Regions from separate parts of the Sus scrofa genome. Here region 2 is linked to region 1. Evidence: chromatin contacts called from public Hi-C data. All regions are on one chromosome and are shown on one strand. Each heading gives the region's core, a stretch centred on a gene start, on an enhancer-like site or on the middle of the called end of the contact. The rest is flanking DNA. Distances are from core to core; before and after follow the strand shown. Region 1 overlaps IFNAR2 (interferon alpha and beta receptor subunit 2). Region 2 has its middle 23 kb from the start of ATP5O.

What was found. A called contact is a pair of places that touch in the nucleus more often than the background predicts.
Region 2: a Hi-C map of embryonic fibroblasts shows a contact between it and region 1, with 2.9 times the contacts expected there. The contact joins two enhancer-like sites. A contact is called at or near these places in 2 of 47 Hi-C or Micro-C datasets (embryonic fibroblasts and subcutaneous adipose tissue).

Annotation. Positions count from the first base shown.
Region 1 is chr13:196,773,428-196,780,803 of Sscrofa11.1, reverse strand. All of the region lies in intron 1 of IFNAR2 (interferon alpha and beta receptor subunit 2), which reads right to left. The region is part of intron 4 of LOC110256370 (40S ribosomal protein S2-like); the gene reads left to right. Among named protein-coding and RNA genes, the nearest start is that of IFNAR2, 11 kb to the right of the region's middle. Within about 2 kb of position 3,568, at least 33 of the 83 cell types and tissues checked have an H3K27ac peak or open chromatin away from gene starts, as enhancers often do. A contact at or near this core is called in embryonic fibroblasts, where this site is marked.
Region 2 is chr13:197,492,740-197,500,400 of Sscrofa11.1, reverse strand. No RefSeq gene overlaps it. Among named protein-coding and RNA genes, the nearest start is that of ATP5O, 23 kb to the left of the region's middle. Within about 2 kb of position 6,315, at least 5 of the 83 cell types and tissues checked have an H3K27ac peak or open chromatin away from gene starts, as enhancers often do. A contact at or near this core is called in embryonic fibroblasts, where this site is marked.

The DNA of each region.
Region 1 (7,376 bases), core at 2,319-4,818:
TTCTTTCTTTCTTTCTTTCTTTCTTTCTTTCTTTCTTTTTTCTTTTTTTCCTTCTTTCTCTCTCTCTCCCTCCCTCCCTCTCTTTCCTTCCTTCCTTCCTTCTTTCTTTCTCTCTCTCCCTCCCTCTCTCTCTTTCCTTCCTTCCTTCCTTCCTTCCTTCCTTCCTTCCTTCCTTCTTTCTTTCTTTCTTTCTTTCTTTCGTTCTTTTTCTTTCTCTCTCTCCCTCCCTCTCTTTCTTTCCTTCCTTCCTTCCTTCCTTCCTTCTTTCTTTCTTTCTTTCTGTCTGTCTGTCTTTCTTTCTTTCTTTCTTCCTTTCTTTCTTTCCTTCCTTCCTTCCTTCTTTCTTTCTTTCTTTCTTTCTTTCGTTCATTCGTTCTTTTTCTTTCTCTCTCTCCCTCCCTCTCTTTCCTTCCTTCCTTCCTTCCTTCCTTCTTTCTTTCTTTCTTTCTTTCTTTCTTTCTTTCTTTCTGTCTGTCTGTCTGTCTTTCTTTCTTTCTTTCTTCCTTCCTTTCTTTCTTTCCTTCCTTCCTTCCTTCCTTCTTTCTTTCTTTCTTTCTTTCTTTCTTTCTTTCTTTCTCTCTTTCTCTCTCTCCCTCCCTCACTTTCTTTCCTTCCTTCCTTCTTTCCTTCCTTCCTTCCTTCCTTCCTTCCTTCCTTCCTTCCTTCCTTCCTTCTTTCTTTCTTTCTTTCTTTCTTTCTTTCTTTCTTTCTTTCTTTCTTTCTTTCTTTCCTTCCTTCCTTCCTTCCTTCCTTCCTTCCTTCCTTCCTTCCTTCCTTCTTTCTTCCCTTCCTTGTCCCTCCATTCCTTCTTCTTTCTCTTTCTTTATTTTGCCTTTGTAGGGCCACGCCTGTGGCATACAAAAGTTCCCAGGCAAGGAGCTGAACTGGAGCTGCAGCTGCCAGCCTACAGCACAGCTCATGGCAACACCAGATCCAAGCCTCGCCTGCAACCTACACCACAGCTCACAGCAATGCCAGATTCTTAACTGACTGACTGAGGCCAGGGATTGAACACACATCCTCATGGATAGGAGTCAGGTTCGTTACTGCTGAGCCACAATGGGAACTTTCTGGTTTTCTTTTAATTTACAGTAATCATTTGATGTTCTGACTACCTGGTTTTTGTTAACACAGTCCTATATATCCTGGTTCCTCCCTTACCTCTTTGGAGTGGGGTCTCAGTGAGCTGAGAGTCCTGTCTTTGGGCTTGAAGTCCTCAGACAGCCCACTGAATAAAACATAGCTTCCGCTCTTATGTTGCGTATTTTTTTTTTCAGTCAACAGTGTGAAACATGTGGGTTTGGGAGAGGACAGTTCTTTGGTGATGTTGTCCTGTGGCCTCTCTGGCCCCCACCCACTCAATGCAGGTAGTACAGCCTCCACTGATCACTGTGACAACCCCAAACTGTCCTCATGTGTCCCCTGGTGCCACCTCCCCTCGAAGGCTTGGAGCTGAGAGAGTATGGAATAAATAGAGGACAGGGCCTGAGCACTGAGGTTTAAAGGAGGCCACAGAGCTGGCAAAGGAAACTGAAAAGTATCCAGAGAAGCAGGAGACTTCCTGGAAATGTGTGGTGTCAAGTGGGAGCTGAGAGAAGAGGGTATTTTTAGAAGAGGTGAGTCAATTGTATTGGATGCTGCTGAGAAGCCAAGCAAAGAACTGAAATGTGTTCGTTGCATTTGAGAGCCTGGAGATTGATGGGGGTCTGACTACTGCTGTGTCCATGGACTGTGGGTGAGGGGTGTAAGCCAGAGGGAGGTGAGTTGAGAAATGTGAGATGCAATGAGGTACCACCTCACACCGGTGAGACTGGCCATCATTAATAAGTCTACAAATAACAAATGCTGGAGGGGGTGTGGAGAAAAGGGAACCCTCCTTCACTGTTGGTGGGAATGTAAATTGGTACAGCCACTATGGAAAACAGCATGGAGGTACCTCAGAAAACTAAACATAGAACTACCTACTATATGACCCAGCAATCCCACTCCTGGGCATATATCCAGACAAACCTTTCGTTGAAAAAGATACATGCACCCGTATTCCTCATAATAGCCAAGACATGGAAATATCCATAGATAGATGAATGGATTAAGAAGATGTATACACACACAGTGGGATACTACTCAGCCATAAAAAGAACAAAGTGATGCCATTCGCAGCAACACGGATGGAACTAGATATTCTCATACTAACTGAAGTGAGTCAGAAAGAGAAAGACAAATACTACATGACATCACCTACATGTGGAATCTAATATGTGGTGCAAATGAACCAATCTACAGAAAATAAACTCACGGACTTGGAGATGAGACTTGTGGTTGCCAAAGGGGAGGGGGAGGGAGTGGGATGGACTGGGAGTTGGGGATTAGTAGATGCAAACTATTGCATTTGGAGTGGATAAGCAATGAGATCCTGCTCTATAGCACACGGAACTATATATCCAATCACTTATGATGGAACAGGGTAGAGGATAAGGTGAGGGAAAGAATACACATACGTATAACTAGGTCACTTCGCTGTGTAGCAGGAATTGGCAAAACATTGTAAATCAGCTACAATGAAGAAATGGAAAAAAAAAGAGAAACGGGGGATGCAGACAGCAAGAAGGGGGTCCGTGTGTCCACGTAACGTGTGTGTATACATATATATTCATGTATTTGGCGACACAGCCAGATTTTCCTAGGACAGCAGCGTTTTTACATTTTTAATTACTTCTCCCAAAGGCAGTTCATTAAAAATACACTTAAGAAGACTTAACTTTATAAAAATCAGAAATTGAAAAAATGATCAAATTGACTCCTCATCAGAGATTTTTGTTGAGAAAATATTTTTCTTTTTTCTTTCCTCTCTCTCTCTCTCTTTTTTTTTTACTATTTTAAAAATTGAAGTGTAATTAATTTACAATGTTGTATTAGTTTCAAGTCTTTTTTTCTTGTTTTTGGAGGAAGCAAAGGCAACTAATGCTGCCTATCCAGGAATGTTGCCATTACTCAGAAAACTCCCAGGCTGAAAAAAAAAAAAGAAAGAAAACAAGGAGTTCCCGTCATGGCTCAGCAGAAATGAATCTGGCTAGCATCCATGAGGACACAGGTTTGATCCCTGGTCTCACTCGGTGGGTTAAGGAACCGGCTTTGCCATGAGCTGCAGTGCAGGTCGCAGGTGCAGCTCAGATATGCTGTGGCTGTGGCTGTGGCTGTGGTATAGGCAGGTGTCTCTAGCTCCGATTCAACCCCTGGCCTGGGAACCTTAGGGTGCAGCCCTAAAAGGCCAAAAAAAAAAAAAAAAGAAAGAAAAGAAGAAAGAAAATTCCTAATGCTGCCTAAGGACTGAGTTGCAGCTTTGAGGGAAATTCCAGAAGCAATTTTCCACACGCATTGGCCAGCCTCTCACAGGCAGCTCAAAAAAAAAAAAAAAAAAAAAAAAAAAAAGAAAAGAAAAAGAGCCAAGACTGATCTTGGCCTGCAGTCTCTCGAATCGATTCTTAGGCGGGTGAGTCATCCCATTACTATAAGCCTGGTTCTACTCAGGCCAGTTGGAAACAGGCGGAAAGGTCCGCTGGATAAATATTCACTAAGCAAATAAAAATGACAGAGGGAACACGCTACCCTGTTCTCCCTGAGTCATTATCTGGCAGATTCAGCTACGGGCTGTGGGTAACATTCTCTTTTCTGGTCGGGCTGTAGTTTCCGGTGTTGCTCAATTCTGTGCATTTATGTCTGAAGCACAAGACACGATTGAGTCTCTCTGTCTTGTATGTATAGTTTCACTTGTTGAATAGCTGGTTTGAAGAACATTTATGACATAGTACACACCCCAAACTAGTCAGTACTGATCCTTACAATGCATACACTCTATTCCATTCCATTCCATTCCATTCCATTCCATTCCATTCCATTCCTGCTTTTTCTTTACTGCTGTCTGAGATTCACTAAAGTGATTTCATGACCCAGTAATATGTCCGGTGCTGCAGGATGGAAAACACTGATTTGAGCAAGACAAAGGAAACTCCCAGGCTGCTGCGAGTGTGTGGGGGTGATTAAAAACATCAACTGGTGGAGTTCCCGTTGTGGCTCAGCAGTTAAACGAATCCATCTAGTATCCATGAGGATGTGGGTTCGATCCCTGGGCTTGCTCAGTGGGTTGGAGATCTGGCATTGCTATGAGCTGGTAGCTGTGGCTCCCATTCAACCCCTAGCCTGGGAACCTCTATATGCCACGGGTGAGGCCCTAGAAAGCAATAATAATAATAATAATGATAATAATAATAATAATAATAATAATAAATAAAACCACAAACTGGTGAGGTGACTTTTAGGTTCATATTAATCTTGCAAACCCAGTGACAGACCTTCCCCACCGGCCATCCTGGCAGGCTAGGGCTCTGCTCCTCCCCATGTTTGGCTGGGGCAGCCACCCTGGCGAGGTGGCCCTGTGCCACAGCTTCGTCCCAGGCTGGGGCCCCATCTTTGCTGGTGGGTCAGTGCCGAGAGCAGCTCAAAGCCCATCTCACAGGGGCCCCTGGGTTTCTTCTGCCTCCCTCCAAGTTCGTTTATCCAAACTCTAGTTCAGGACCGATTAGTGGGTCAGGAAATCACTTTAGTGAGTCTCAGGCAGCATTTGGAAATAAAAGAGAAAGAAACGGAATGAAATAGAAGAGAAAAGAGCAGAGCACATGGTACAGTAAGGCCAGTACTGGCCTGTTTCAAGTGTGCTGTATATGGTGTGTGCACAGTGACAGATGTTGCGTGATGTGTGTGTGTGTGTGTCTATGTGGTAAATGGTATGTGTGTGTGTTTTGTGTGTGGCATGGTGTGTGTGTGTGTGGTGTGTGGTGTATGAGTGTGTGGTGTGATGTGGATGCAGGTATGTGTGGTGAATAGGGTGTGCGTGTGGTGTCTGGGTGGTGTGTGTGTTACGTGTGGCATGCTGTATGGGTGTGTGTGTCTGTGTGTGTGTGGCGTGTTTGATGGGGGTGTATGTATGGTGAATAGTGTGTGTGTGGGGGGGTGTGTCTTACGTGTAGGCACGGTGTGTGTGTGTCGGGGGGTGTATGTGATGTGGGTGTGTTGGGATGTAGTCAGAAGTGGCTTTACCCCCGGGCTGTTGGGAAAATGATCCTGATTTGAGGGACCGGGAAATCACTCTGGCTGATGCATGGGTTGGCCTGAATTTACATGAACCAGATCAGCCTGACTCATGGCCTGTCACACACACACAGCACATCTCCAACCACTAGGATAAAGAGTGTTTACTTTGAAGATGAGGGTGCGTCCCTCCTCTCCTACGTGTCCGTGTTAACACTCCCTTAAAGATAAGATTCCCTTTCCAGATACTTGGGTCCAGCCGGCTCGCTCTGTTTATACGAATCTGTCTCTCTTGAAATCTTGAAGGACTGCTCCCTGTCAGGGTAGATGTATGTTCTTTGTTCTGATAAGATATGACCATGCTGGGAGTTCTCATTGTGGCGCAGTGGTTAACGAATCCAACTAGGAACCATGAGGTTGCAGGTTTGATCCCTGGCCTTGCTCTGTGGGTTAAGGATCCGGTGTTGCCCTGAGCTGTGGTGTAAGTTGCAGACACGGCTCGGATCCCACGTTGCTGTGGCTGTGGTGTAGGCCGGTGGCTACAGCTCCGATTAGATCCCTAGCCTGGGGACCTCCATGTGCCGCAGGTGCGGCCCTAGAAAAAGGCAAAAAAACAAAAAAAAAAAAAAAAAAAAAAAAAGATATGACCAGGCTGACAACCATGCTTCTATGGAGCAATTTCTCAGAGCTACCAAGAAGCTGTCTGATTGATTCCTGATTCACTTAATTATTGATTATTTGTGTGGACAAGGCTAATGAACTTGAACTTCAGGGATCCTGGCCCCTGGCACAAGCCTTCTCCCTCTTTTGGTATTTGTAATGCTACACTGTATTATTTTTCATAAAGATAGAAAAAGTGTCATTCCCCATTAACCGTGGACCTGTTTCTGGTTGTGCTGTCACTGCTTCACTTCCTGTGGGTCACTGTGAGACCCAAAACCACAAAATCCCACGCTTTCTCTCCCTTTCCACTTGGCGGCCTGCACCATCTTGCAAAAGAGCAAATTCTCTCCCTTGCTTGAGCCTCCTGGGAATAAAATGCAGACTCTCAGCTGGGCCCTCAGCCGCCTGTTCTGGGTCCTGCTTCCTGCTCTTATCTTATTTGGACCGAATCCCCATTCTCTGCCCCTGCTGTAGTCCACGTTAGTATCCCGTCCTTCAGCTTTGAGTTTGCCCTCCTCTTGGAGGGAGTTTGCACGCAAGTGCCATTCCCTGACCCTGGAAGAATCTACAACATTCTCTTGTGGCCGCTCTTCCTTTCCTTCCTGATCTCAGCTGAGTCGTCTCTTTCTCTAGGAAGCCTTCCTTCCCCAAGTGTTGAATGAAAAGTCAACACTGTCATATCAGTCAATAAAGGACGTGGCAGCTATCAAGACACTGCAGTCAACCATTTGATCCAGCAATCCCACTCCTGGGCATCTCTCCAGAGGAAACCATGGCTCAAAAAGATAACACATACTCCAATGTCCACTGCAGCACTATATACAATAGCCAAGACTTGGAAGCAACCTAAATGTCCATCAACAGAGGAGTGGATAAAGAAGATGTGGTACATATACACAATGGAATATTACTCAGCCATGAAGAGGAAAGAAATAACAGCATTTGCAGCAACATGGATGGACCTAGAAATTATCACGCTAAGTGAAGTCAGTCACACAGTGAGACACCAATGTCACATGCTATCACTTATATGACTTATATGTGGAATCTAAAAAAAGGACACAATTGAACTTCTTTGCAGAACAGATACTGACTCACAGACTTTGAAAAACATATGGCTTCCAAAGGAGACACGTTGGGGGCTGGGGGCTTGGGATGGAAATGCTATAAAATTGGGTTGTGATGATTGTTGTACAACTATACATGTAATAAAATTCACTGAGTTCAACAATTTTTTTTCTCCCCCCCCCTCAAAGACACTACAGTCACCCCGGATGGTGAACCCTGAGGAGACTCAGGTTGGGAAAGAACATGTATTGGCCCTAGGTGGCTAAGGTGCATGTCCAAGGAATGACTTCAGGGAGCCCAGACTCTTGCATCTTCTCATACATGGAAAAGTGCTAAGTTCATTAACCTGAGATCACTGGTTTTCTTTCTTTTTTCTTCCTTCCTCCCCTCTTTTCTTTTCTTCTTTTTTTCCTTCCTTCCATTCGTTCTTTCTTTCTTTCTCCCTCTCTCGCTTTCTTTTCCTTTTCACAGCCACGCCTGCAGCATACGGCAGTTTCCACGCTAGGGGATCCAATCAGAGCTGCAGCTGCCCGCCTACGTCACAGCCACAGCAACGCCAG
Region 2 (7,661 bases), core at 5,066-7,565, 720 kb before region 1:
CAGCTCATGGCAACATCAGATCCTTAGTCCCTTAGTGAGGCCAGGGATCAAACCCACATCCTCATGGATACTAGTCCAGTTCATTATCACTGAGCCACGACAGGAACTCCTATTTTCTTTTCTTTTTTTTTTTTTTTTTTGTCTTTTTTTGCTATTTTTTTGGCCGCTCCCGCGGCATATGGAGGTTCCCAGGCTAGGGGGTCTAATCGGAGCTGTGGCCACCAGCCTACGCCAGAGCCACAGCAGCGCAGGATCTGAGCCGTGTCTGCAACCTACACCACAGCTCACGGCAACGCCAGATCGTTAACCCACTGAGCAAGGGCAGGGACCGAACCCGCAACCTCATGGTTCCTAGTCGGATTCGTTAACCACTGCGCCATGACGGGAACTCCCCTATTTTCTTTATTTTTAATGACTTTGTGTGTGTGTGTGTGTCTTTTTAGGGCCACACCCAAGGCACATGGAGCTTCCCAGGCTAGGGGTCGAATTGGAGCTGCAGCTGCTGGCCTACACCACAGCCACTGCAACGCCAGATCCGAGCTGCACCTGTGACCTACGCCACAGCTCACGGCAATGCTGGATCCTTAACCCACTGAGCAAGGCCAAGGATCAAACCTTCGTCTTCATGGATGCTAGTCAGACTTGTTTCCACCGAGCCACAATGGGAATTCATTTATTTTTAAAACTTCAAATAACAACCAAGAATATGGTGTAATATTTTTTATGTTTATCAAACATGGGACCTCCTCATTTAAAAAAGGCCAAGGCTACTTCAGAGTCAATACTTTTTTAATACTCTATATCAATTCAAATAGTGTCCAAACCAACCAGAGGATCTAAGGGGTTTGATCATATTTAGATAAATTGTGATGAAATAAGGAGGAATTCTATTAAAATTAGGACAGAAGAATATCCTATAAATTATCCCCAGAAATTCAGGTAAAAATAAAATTCCATGTTGGTTTGCTAGTGGTGCCCAGAGTTAAGTCAAGGCTCTGAACGTGTAGAATTGTTTGCACTGGAAACTTCTTTGGGCAAAGGCTGAGTAACACTTCCGAATGTCTCCACAATATTTGCTTTTGGCTTTCCCCTCATACCTTCTCTATTTCTCATGCTACTCATCATAGAATGTCTTAAATTCTCAGTACTTGGTACAGGACATCCATTTCTACTTGGTGCTGACATTTGTTTGATGACGGCGTGGGGGCGTCGAAAGTGCTGTTGGTTCAGTTTGATTTTTTACATTAAATTTTGCGTGAATTTCCTTCCACAGCTACAACCCTCTCTGTGAGAGGAAACGCACAGGAAAGAGTGCCAGGGGCACAGCGAAGGAGGTGGAGGGAGTTCCCGCTGTGGCTCAGCAAGTTAAGAACCTGACTAGTACCCATGAGGATGCAGGCTCAATCCCTGCCCCGCCCCCCCAGCAGGTTAAGGATCGGGTGTTACAGTAAGCTTCGGCATAGGTCACAGATGCGGCTCAGATCTGGATCTGGTGTTGCTGTGTCTGTGGCGTAAGCCTGCAGCTACAGCTCTGATTTGACTCCTAGCATGGAAACTTCCCTATCTTGCAGGTGTTGCCCTAAAAAGAGGAAAAAAACAAACAAACCAAAAAAGCAAGTGGGGCAGAAGGAACCCAAATCAATCCACTGTAGCAGGGTTGGTTTTTCTCCTTTTATTCATGAACTATGTGAATTTAAACCGTACAGGTCCAAATGACCAAAGAATTGTTTGGAAGAGATTGTTCTTTTTAGAGTCAAGATACACAGGAATAGCAATCTGTACTGATGTTGCTACTGGTTTAAATTTAAAAAAAAAAAAACCTCAGTTATAATCTTGATTGGTAAAATTTAACATGTCATACATAATAAGGTGCCAAAGGAACGCTCAAACAGCAAAACTAACCTCAGCTTCCTTGAAACAAAGAAGAAACCTAATGTTTTGGCCCTGCTTCATCAAACCTTAGACAAATACATAATTCTACAATTGATAATAGTGTCTAGTAATTTTTAGAAACTCCATTGACATTACACATCAAACAATATAGTTTCCCTCTTATGGGAAATTAAACAGTACTGTTATTTGGCAACCGAAGTATATTACAGTCAACAGAACATTCATCGAGGGTAGCTTAGTCCTACCCTTGGGCAGGGCTGTGAGGGCAGCCATGTGCCACCAGCACGGTGACCCAGTTGTCACTGGAAACACAAGGGACTCATGTCAGGATTGATACATTCTTTCCCAAACAGGCAAAGGCTGACTGGCATAGCTTGCAAGCACTGCTGGGGCAGGACCCCATATTCCCTGGCTTTTCTTGACCCCAGACTTTCTTGGAATAACCAGGATCCAGGAGGCAGTTGACCGGCTGAATCATTCCCACTTACAGCCCTACGGCCACACCAGCCGCAAAAGTGAGTATGGCGCTAAGGAGGACGGGTCATGACCTGTTCTGGGTGGGTGGACCAGAGCTGTCCACGTCAGCTGGCTGGCTCAAGGAGGCTTCCCAGGGCACGGTGAACAAGGAGATCTCTAAATGTCCCCGTGTTTGGGAATAAAGTCAGTTGCATCCACACAGACAGTTCCTCAAGGTGATTTGCTGATTCCTTGTATGACAATAGATTCCAGGAAGTTTCCAGAAATCACAGCTCCCCACTCCCCCTGACATCCAGGAAGTCACTTGGACTCTAGCATTTTGCCAATTTCAGGCGTATCAAAAAGGGACCTTGACTGTTGGCTGACTCAGGAGGAAGCATATAGCTTGTCGAGGGAAAAGGTGGAAACCTACAGCACACACTCCCCATGTGTCCTTTCAAGCTGCAGCCCTCAACTTTCACAACCATGATCCACAGTCAACATGCCCAGTTCACCAGGAACCGGCTCTAGTCACTGATGCATCACTCCCAGCCTGTTAGCGGAGGCTGGAGTCGCGGGGTTGCCAGCTCCCAAAATGCCTTCTGAATGCAGCTCTTGGCGCGGGGGGGGGGGGGGGGGGGGAAGGGGGGGAGGGGGGGGGCCTCAGACCTTGAGGTTCACGGGATTTTGCATTCCATCCCTCCCTAGGTGGCCGGTGGGGACATTTCTGGTGCCAAAGGATAGAAAGCCATGCCCTAGATGCAGCCTGAACCTCTGACCCTTTCTGGGAAGGGGGACAGGAGGAAGGTCTCTTGCCCCAGGGACACAGGCAGCTAGGAGGCTGCTCTGTGCTGCCTACTCTACATGCCAGAAACAGCTAAGCCCAGAAAGCCCTGAAATCCCTCCTTCGAGCCACCCAGCCATGCCCCAGGCAAAGGCAGTGAGGGTCCCCCAGGAAATTTCATGGAGAATGCAAACACCAAAGAGATGTTCTGAATCTACCCAGAAAGAGAACTGCTAAGGGTGACCGGGAGGTCAAGGGGTGGCCTCCCTCCCATGTTCGGAACTCTCTAGAAGGATGGTTGGGTCCACCCCAGAGTCCTGACTGACCCGCCAGAACCCACAGAAGCTTCTGGGCACATCATATGGATCTGATGGGAAACAGGCTCTCAATCCTCCAGTCTTTCCTGAACTTACCACCCTCCTGAATATGTAACCTGTTTAATGAAACACCGGGGTCTCCTTCAAGGTCATGGCTAGAGGATACTTATCATTTTATCACCACACCACCCATTTCATTTAAATGTATCACATTCTATGCCCCCCCAAAATGACTTCTTTGATTTCCTAACATATGCCACTCAGATTTTCTTTTTCATATAAGAAATTTAGTTGGGTCAAACCCAAGTAATCTGATTAAGTATTTTCCTACTCCTGGCATAGGTTTTTAAATTTTCTTTTCTATAGTTTTATGCACTTAAATTAGATTCCTAAAATACTCTCATATACATACAGAAAAATAATCTCTCAATGACGTCACAGTTTACAATAACAAGTTAAATATTTATAACTACAGAATCTGTTAGTTTATGCAACATTTAACATCATAACCTCTTACACACCATATGTACATTGAGTCATGGACATTCCCATAAACATACAGCAGGGATTTCTGGACAAACCATCTACAGAGCATAACTTTTTCACTTTATGTAGTGGAATTCTGCACTATTCTTAGCTGGAAACTGTAGAAAATGCAGAAAACCAGAAGCTGAGAACTGATTATCATACATAGGATGTTTTCGCCGCAGATTCTCATCTGTATACATGTATTTACACATTATGTTGACCGCCTACTTCTGTGAGGATAAGAAAGCTGATTTAGCTAAGGCAATAGGACATGAATGATGTGGCCGCCAACTTCTCCATCCAGGTAGGCTCTGAAGAAGGGGAGCAGAAGGGTACAGACCTTGCTGGGCTTCAGCAGACAAGATTTGAGGTTGGTTTTATGGTTCAAAGACACTTGGGCTCTTGGCAATGTATGTCCTAAATGCATGTGTTAAAATAAGTACTATTACCAAAGATCTTGCTAGAATATCTACTTTCCATATTGTGACTCCTTAGCAGATGATATCTGAAGGGCGTTGATTTGTAAAACGTAAGTCAAAAGATTCATTCAGGAAAACAAACACTGACACAATATTAATTCAACGCCTCTAGAAAATGCTTTCTGAAAGTTCAGTAGTTTGCGTGATTGCCTTACCCGTAGAAACAAGGCTAGGGTTTGCCATCTCAGTCAAAGTGACACTGTCAAATCCACAGGAGATGAATTTGACATTTCTGTTCCACTGCCTGAATGTTTTTACCTCGTAAACTTTATAATCCCAGACTGAATCTAGAAACATAGATGGGATTATTGCTCTGTGTGCATAGACGTGAAATTGACTAGCAAAGACCGAGCAGAATTGCAAAGGTTTGGGAGGGTCCAGCCAAGGTCTAGGAAATGCTACCGAAAGAAAGCAACTGCAAGTGCACGGCAGGAGGGGCAACTCCAAGGTCAGCTGCCCCACCCCACCCCACCCCCGCCACGCCCCACGGCCCGTGGTAGTGGGATCTTTCCTCTCTCCTCACATCCCCCTGCTCCAAAGCCACGGATATCCTACGGGGAGAACCCAGCTGGGAAGCCTCTGCCTCCCAGAAGCAGGAGCCCTCCTGCCACCTGGGCGCCAAGGCAGCGGCAGGGAGGCAGCCGGCGGTCCCCTTTCGAGGGATCGGAGATGGAGAAACGGCGTCCAACCCGGCTCCCGGGGAAGGAGCACTGAGCACCGCTCCACCCGCGCTCCATTACCTAGTAAATTACGGGGAAAAGCCTCCCTGTCCTAGCAGCTCAGAGAAGAAAAGCCCCCAGTGGATGACTAATGACCAAAAGGAAGGGTTTGATTTCAAGTCATTGGGTGAAACGGTCAAGGCCCGCGGGCCCCTCTGCAGCACGCCCTGGCCACGCATCTGTCAACGAGGGGTTTGGGCCCCCTACCCTCTGACGGGTCCAGACCGTTGGCGCTTTAACAAGCACACATTTTGAAAAATTCATCGGCCCACCTCTCTGCACCCTGCCAGGGAGACTTTACAAAGGAAGAAGCAAAAGATGAAGCCCCATCTGCCTAGAACACCAACTAAAAACACAATGTGACCAAGGCGGGGTTCACGGGCATCTGACCTGCGCAGTCACACGCGGGACCCAGTGCTTACGAGGGCCGGTTCCTGGTCTAATCCTCTGCCGTCATCACCTCGAAAGTCTTCATAATTTTGAACACGGGACTCACATTTTCACTTTGCACTCAGCCCGCAAATTATGTAGCGTGTCATGAGTGTGAACTCCGGGAGGGTCAGATCTATCTGCTTTCATGGTCAATCCAAATATCCACTCACGGCCACCACCCCCCCACCCCCGCCCACACACACACCCCATGCAATGATCTGCATCCCCCGAACAGTTCCTTTACATCTGAAATTCCACAGGTGACAGTCTCCAGGTAGACTCTCTTATCCAAACCAAGCAGAGGGGACCTGACTTCTAGAACCCTTGTTGGGGAGGGGGCGCCTCCTCCAGTGAACTCACCCTGGGTGGGCCCAGCAGTAGCAGGACACCTCCACCTCACGGCGGAGGCCCCCAAATCTCTGGGGCCTTCACCAAAGCAGATGCAGAAAAGACAGGAAGGCTAAGGACCACTGGGGGCTCCAAGCTCAGCAGCAGAGAAAGGCAAAGTGTCACCATGTATCCCAGGAGAGGTGTGTTCGAGTTCCGCGTCCATCGCTAACTTTCTTTCCCCTCCTGCCTTCTTTCTCAGATTCCCCAAGTCCTTGATTTACACAAGAGCAATGCCCCAGAGCTGCAGTAGGTGGAGCCAGCGCCCTGGGATCGGCCCTTGGAACCGGCAAGTTTCCAGCAGGGACATCGCCCCCTAGCGGTGAGCGTGGGTAGAACGGCAGCTCCCCGCTCTTAACCAGGCACTGCAAAGCCGCCACCCCCTTTCTCTGATTCCTGCATCACCCTCTTGGCCCCAGGCCCCCATTCTGTTTAGAGAAGCAGGAGGAAATAAGGGGTTTGAGTAGGAGAGGAAAAATGCAAAGGAAGAAAGTTTTAGAAACACAACCTCACAGGCATGTTATTCTTTTAAATGAAAAAAAGTACAAACCAGAGTTTCTGGAAGAAAAATATGCATTCTTTCCACTGCATAAAAAGAAACCCTGGTTACTGGGTAATTCTCAGCAGATATCTGAGAAACACTCATTTATTTTTCTCAAGGCTGACCACATAAGCCCACTTCTGAGCAGGTTTATTTGGTGGGCTTTGAATCCTAAAATATTCACCCTCCTCAGATGATTTTAACAAGATAGGCTGGTATAGAAAGTAGAACAAAATCCTATTAAAAACAACTCACAAAACACCCTGACATCCAGGAGGGGCAGCTTTACCCTGAAATATGACAACCACACATAGTGTTGAAAAAAAAAATGTACTATGTGGGTGTTATCTGGTTCCCAAAGTTCAGATGAAAGAAGGTTCCTTTTAGTGGACGAAGTGATTGAATCTGCATGTCACTGAAATAATTATTTGGAAGTGGAGATGAATTTTTACAAGCATTGGGTGCTGTTCAAATGCCTTAAAGTTAGATCTACAATTAGGCTGTGAAAGCCACAAAGGCAGGCCCCCTCCTTACCACGTGGGAGGGTGGTCTGGCCCAGGATAGGGACTCCCTGAATGAACTTGACTGAGAGCTCACAACCCAGAGATAAGACTTTGCAACTGTTGGCCTCTGGGTTTTAATGCTCCCCAGGTAAAGAGCTGTTAGAGGTTTTCTCGCCTTCATCTGGAATGCGTTTTCCATGTTTCTCAGGAATAGATTTTGGCTGCGAAAGAGAGCAGGTTACATAGCTTAGCTGAGCCTGATGACCTACAAACATATCCTGCATCTAACAATAAGCAGGGTGAGGAGACAGGAGATCTAGAATGTTCCTTTCCTCTAGCTCAAATAAACGGCTGCTTTCCAAGTGCGGTAAATATCCACACTGTACTGACACCATACAAAGTGGCCCCTATAAAACATGGCTCGGGGCACTGCAGGGTGAGTCTTGGCAGCTGACCTGTGCCATTCCCGGCATCCTGGAGAAGCCCCGGAGGGCACTGCCGCACCCCTCGGTACAGAGAGAAGGGAGTATTTGTTTACCAAATACCTCTTAGGGGAATTCCTGTTGTGGCTCATCAGGTTAGGAATCCAGCTAGTATCCATGAGGATGTGGGTTTGATCCCT